Regions from separate parts of the Mus musculus genome. Here region 1 is linked to region 2. A link is a contact called in public promoter capture Hi-C data. All regions are on one chromosome and are shown on one strand. Each heading gives the region's core, a stretch centred on a gene start, on an enhancer-like site or on the middle of the called end of the contact. The rest is flanking DNA. Distances are from core to core; before and after follow the strand shown.

Evidence for each region. Promoter capture Hi-C pulls out the DNA fragments that hold promoters and counts their contacts.
Region 1: a contact with region 2 is called in a promoter capture Hi-C map of neural stem cells. The contact joins two enhancer-like sites. A contact is called at or near these places in 22 of 39 promoter capture datasets (the 3T3-L1 cell line, 3T3-L1-derived adipocytes, the C10 cell line and 15 more), 5 of 15 datasets of contacts at CTCF or cohesin (the NIH/3T3 cell line, embryonic stem cells, large pre-B cells and 1 more), 136 of 484 Hi-C or Micro-C datasets (3T3-L1-derived adipocytes, the 63-12 cell line, the AML12 cell line and 78 more), 30 of 115 datasets of contacts at active chromatin or transcription factors (the 230-238 cell line, the HPC-7 cell line, the NIH/3T3 cell line and 20 more) and 1 of 9 other capture datasets (embryonic stem cells).

The regions. Positions count from the first base shown.
Region 1 is chr1:177,707,588-177,710,287 of GRCm38.p6, reverse strand. Gm30115 (a long non-coding RNA gene) reads left to right here. Exons shown (of 5, transcript XR_373742.2): 4 at 2,031-2,080. Among named protein-coding and RNA genes, the nearest start is that of 1700016C15Rik, 21 kb to the left of the region's middle. Within about 2 kb of position 1,402, at least 108 of the 459 cell types and tissues checked have an H3K27ac peak or open chromatin away from gene starts, as enhancers often do. A contact at or near this core is called in neural stem cells, where this site is marked.
Region 2 is chr1:176,878,934-176,881,633 of GRCm38.p6, reverse strand. The region is part of intron 12 of Sdccag8 (serologically defined colon cancer antigen 8); the gene reads right to left. Among named protein-coding and RNA genes, the nearest start is that of Gm15423, 61 kb to the left of the region's middle. Within about 2 kb of position 1,278, at least 22 of the 459 cell types and tissues checked have an H3K27ac peak or open chromatin away from gene starts, as enhancers often do. A contact at or near this core is called in neural stem cells, where this site is marked.

The sequences.
Region 1 (2,700 bases), core at 153-2,652, 830 kb before region 2:
CAGAGTTCTTTCCCACAGCCTTAATGGCTGTTCCGAAGGTCACAGCATCACCTTATTGCTGAGGGTCACTATACACATTCTTACTTTCTAAAATCCTGCTGTCTCTGATTATCGTGGAATCATTAACCTTGACAGGGAGAACATTCCCTGAAGGATGGATGAGAAGCAAAATATGTACATTACTATGCAAACAAGTGTTATGCCTACAGCAGGAGACCCACATCCTGCTGGCTCTGCTCCAGGGGTGGGACCTGGCACATGAGGTAGTTAATAAGGTTCTTCCTGGATGAGTGGCCACAGCAGTACTGATTCAAGATGGCCATAGTCATGCACAACCCAGTGGAAACAGCTACACAACACTTAATAGACATGTCACTTTGATTTCTGCCTTCCTCTTCAAAAATGTCTAGTCAGAACCTGTGTGTGTGTGTGTGTTTGTGTTTGTCTGTCTATCTATTCTCTTCTTCTCCTTCTCCCCCTCCCAATGCTTTTGTGTTCAGATTTCTCCTTTTAACGACACTAACCATCTTAGATTAGGGGACCACCCTACTGACTTTATCTTTATATCTTCAACAACCCATTTCTAAATGAAGTCACATTTTGAAGTATTTGGGGTTAAGACTTCAACATAAATTTTTAAGAGACATAATTTACCTCTTGTTACTATATGTGTGTGTGTGGCTGATATGTGAGAAATGTAGGGTGTAAAAGAGAAGGAAGTTAGGTCAAAAAGCAAGATCTTGGTAGGCCTTTTAATGTGATGATTGTGGTGGTGATGGTAATGGTTGCTATTGTTGATTGAGCAGCTGTTTTATAGCAGATATTACCCTCTGTATCTTGTATGGTTTAGGATGAATATTATAATTTCTTTGTTGGAAATAGAACATTGTTACATTGCCCAAGAAATTGTGATTCTCGTGCTTCAGTCTCCAGAGTGTTGGGATTGTAGGCATACACCATCACACAAGGCTGAATTAGTATATCTAATTCTTATCTTCCCCAGCTCTGGTGCTGATGTTGGAATCCAGAGCTAAGTACATGCTCTACCACTGAGCTACATCCGAAGCCCTAATCTTCAGCATTTTTTTTAGATGGAGAATTTGAGGTGCAATGATCTCTTAGCTCAACTTTGTAACTACCAAGACATTTCCCTCAAAGAGATTGCCTTTTCTGAAAAGTAGAGAGAGGAAAGGAAATAATGTCTGCTTACATTTTCTGTGGTGCAGGAACGCTGACTCAATGGGACTCCTAACTAGCCTTCTTGAAAGTTGACTGGTCAGTGTGAGGATTGAGTCACTGCTGTGGAATGTTTCCTGGCAGGAAACACTGTTTTTTAAGCCTCCAAGGGAAGGTTTAAAGAAGCCAAAGCCCTCCAGTAATCTCTGACTCATGGCTCCTTTACAGACTCACTTGTGAACGTTTCCCACAGTTTCCTGATGTTCCTTACGCTTAAGCTGTCTTGTCCTATCCCTTTTCAGTATGTGCCTTTATATCCCCACCCCCACCCACCAGCCCTGCCTACCCAGCCCTGCCTTTACAGCCCTTCCTTCCCAGCCCTGCCTTCCCAGCCCCACCTCCTCAGCCCCGCCTCCCCACACCTGCCTCCCAAGGCTCAAGAAGCACATGGAAGAGGATGTGGAAGGCTGATCAGAGCCAACAGCTGGAGAGGATGAGAACGAAACAGTGCCTTCTAGACCTGACAGAACTGACACACAACTGTACTTTCCTGCACAAGATCATGAAAGTAGGGAGTCAGTGAGCCTCTATCCAACTGAGGAGCTATGGACAGTTGATGGCTTCTAGGGAGAGTCAGTTTTCTATGAGGTCATGGCTCCTAGTGTCAACCATGTCCCTGCGATGGTCCTACATCCAGGAATATACAGATAGCACAGATTTGAGTTGATGGCTTACTAACAAAAAAATGACCAAAAAGAGGGGATAGGGAAGTAAGAGGAGTCAGGGTGACTATGATCAAAATAAATTGTATGAGATGCTCAAAGAGTTGATAAATATATTTTAAAATTTTGCAGTAACTCCAGTGGCAGTTAAACTGCTTCAACGGGTCTTCAAGATGCAAAAGGTGAGTTGTGTCAAGTCTGAGATTATTATGATTATTAATGCAGGAGCTTTGCATTAATACTGACTCAGGTCTGAGTTACTCCTAAAATGTGAAAGACCTACTATGCTTGAGGACAGAGAAAATTTGCAGGAGGGAGGGACAGAATTCCAGGTCTTCCGAGGATTTTAAGATTTTGTTCTGTTTTCTGAGACATGGGAACATAACGTTGAGATATTAATGATAATAATGAATCTATCTACCTATCATCCATATAATAATTCACTTTTTCTGCTGGGGAGGGAACCCAGGGTTTTGCATATGGTAGGTAGGTGGGCACTCTACCACTAACTGGCACTCCCACAACTTCACTTGAAATGAAGGCCTTGGGCAGCCTCCTCAGTGTAGAACTGTCTGTTTAATGACCCAACCTCAATGAGTCAGAGAAGCACAAGTTAGCAGCAGCATGGAGGTCAGTTGGTCTTTCCAACCTCCCTATGTGATAGGGGGAAGGGCAAGGAAGCAACAGTGACTTCCCCAGGCCACATGGTTCCACCTGAGTCAGAGCCTACATTTCCTTTGCTTGTTCTAAAATTTTATCTATTTTTATTTTGTGTATGAATGTTTTGTCTGCACACGTTCAT
Region 2 (2,700 bases), core at 29-2,528:
GACAATGAACAGCTTCCTCAGATGCTCTGGCCTCTCTGGATCATGCCTCCCCATCCCACCTCTATATGTGCCCTTGTGCTTTATACATCCCTAAGTCACATAACAAATTTAAAATACGATGATTGGGGGGAGGAGGAAGAAAAGGAGGAGCACAAGAGACTGAAGAATAAGGAGAGCAAAGCCTGCTACGAGTACCTTTATCAACACATTTCTCTTTTCTGTTTTTTACTTGCCCTGGACCCTGATCAAAGGCGAGAGGCAACAAAGAAATATCTTTGAGACTCAATTATTTAATTCAAAATTAACAAAGAAAATTCCAAAGATGCATCTTTCATTTCAAATGAGCTAACCCTGTAATGTAGCCAGAGTTTCCTGAAAGTTCCTGAACCTGAAATACAGGACTCTGAAATGATGCAGTTTGCATTTCAGAGTTTCTGGCCCCTTCTGGAACGTGAGAAGACACAAAGGCACAACCCGGCCACATGCTCACAGTGTATCAGAGGACGAAGGTGCAGCTCTGGCAGGGCGACCGGCACAGTACGGAGCACAAAGCCTTCAGAGGGAAACCTAATAAAGAAAGCTAACATGCTTACCAAGTGTCCTTTTCACTTACTTTTAAAGAAGACAGTACTGCACCATTTGAACAGACAAAGACACACCTGCTCTACATTTTGGAATAAACCAACTACAAAACACTTTTTGAGAAAAAGAAATGTCAACATAAGCTTCATGCTATTTGCTAGTAATTATTGTTAATATTCTTCAAAGTAACAATATGATAATATGAGCCTTTCCTTCAATAACATATTTGTAGGTAAAATAATAAATATCTGAGATTTGTTTTAAATATTTTTGTGAAAGGAGAGGAGGTAGAGAAAGACAATGAGAAAGGAAAATTAGAAATTAAGATGGAAAAATATGATAATGAGGTGAAGTTAAGAAAAAAACTGTGAACTGGTGGGACAAGATTGACACACACTGAATCTAAGTGCTGGAAATGCACAGGTTGTTTATAATGTTCCTTTTGTCTCATATGCTTTTAAGTTCCTTGATGGGGTGTGTGTGTGTGTACCTGATGTTTATATAAAAAAGAAAGAAAGTAAAAAGAAGCAAAGAAAGGAAAGAAGAAAAAAAAAAAAAAGAAAATAAATCAAGGCACAAAGTTCCCAATCTGCACACAAAATGCCTTTTGTTTTCCGTGGTGCAGAAGCAGCCCCTGAGACTGACAGCAGCTCTCCAAGCCTGAGCGATACAAAAGAGCTGATGGGAAGGGTAATTCACCCATGGGTCCTGACACAATATAAGAAGAAAAGAAGAAAGTGGGCGGAAGAGACAGCCATTGTTCCCCCTCTAACCTTTCTTTCTAATTATGCCAGAGTCAAGGCTCAGGTCGTGAGGAAAATCATTCCAGTGGTCAAGCATTTGCCCGGCTGTGTATACATCAAAGAGGCTCTTGTGCTCACCACATTCCAGCTCAGTTTCCCACCTACTTTCAAAACCTACCAAGTGGCCAGATTAGCTAAAATATGAATAAAATGATGCATTATGGGGAACACCTGTTTGCAACCCAAGAGACAGTCTCCTGGTTATGATGACTGTATGATACACAAGGCTTTAAAATTAAATATGTTTTATATCATGGTAGGTATTGCAGATAAGTGCTTGACATGTCCAGCTTTTCAAAGCTAAATGTAAATTTCTCTCCTGGGTGCAGATGGTGGCCAAGCTAAATAACTCTTCGGACTTACAGACAGAAGGTCAGGTCATGGCTGAGAGACCAAAGAACAACTGCTGCTTTGCTGCTCCAAATCACCCAGGGAATGAGAAGCGACTACGTCTGAAACTGTCTGTTCAGGACAAACCAGTTACAAAGAGCACCTACAAACTCTCCTCACATTCTGTTCCAGGAAAAAACAGGAGCATGCAAACCTCTCCTCACCCTCACAGGTTTACTGCTACAAACTGGGTCCTCCCCGAGGGTACAGCTTCACCGCAACGGCACCACTAAAGATGACCAGAGAAACTTAGTATTTCAGTCCACCAGGGAGCACGGACGCTCTCCTTCAGTTTCAGCCTTTGTAGCATTATGGGCTGATTAAGAAGACAGCATGCTAAAGAAACAGACACTAGAAGGGATTTAATCTAGGTTATTCATTTCCTAAGACACTCACTCTTGTTACTGTAGGGTTTTGCTTTGTTTTTTGTATTGCTAAACATGATAATGTGATTTTAAATCATCCCCAAACTCTTTGCTTCTGTGTTCTATTAGTAGGAAATATTATACTTCTGTAGTTCAGTATAATAACTCAAAAGATATTTAATATTACAGAGTGTGCCAACCTGACTGCAAAACCCTGTAGGATATCAGAAGGAAGAGAGCACTCCACTTGCTTAGGAGTCCTAGGCTTTCAATCCTTGACTGAGGGAACTTTCCATTCTACTATCAGGGACGCCCCCAACTGGACAAAATAAAATCAGTACATGCTAATATGGAAAGATCTTCTAAGATGTAGAACTCATCATAAAGTTGCATCTACTCATATAAAAACTACTTTTGTTCTGGTTGTCTGGGTTTCGGCTGTGATTTGAAGTATTCTGCACAGGGCTTCATTAGCACTTCCATATTTAATACTTTCCCCATTGCATTTATGTCATTTGTCATCAACAGCTGACGGCTTGAAAGGGAAAATATGTTGAAAA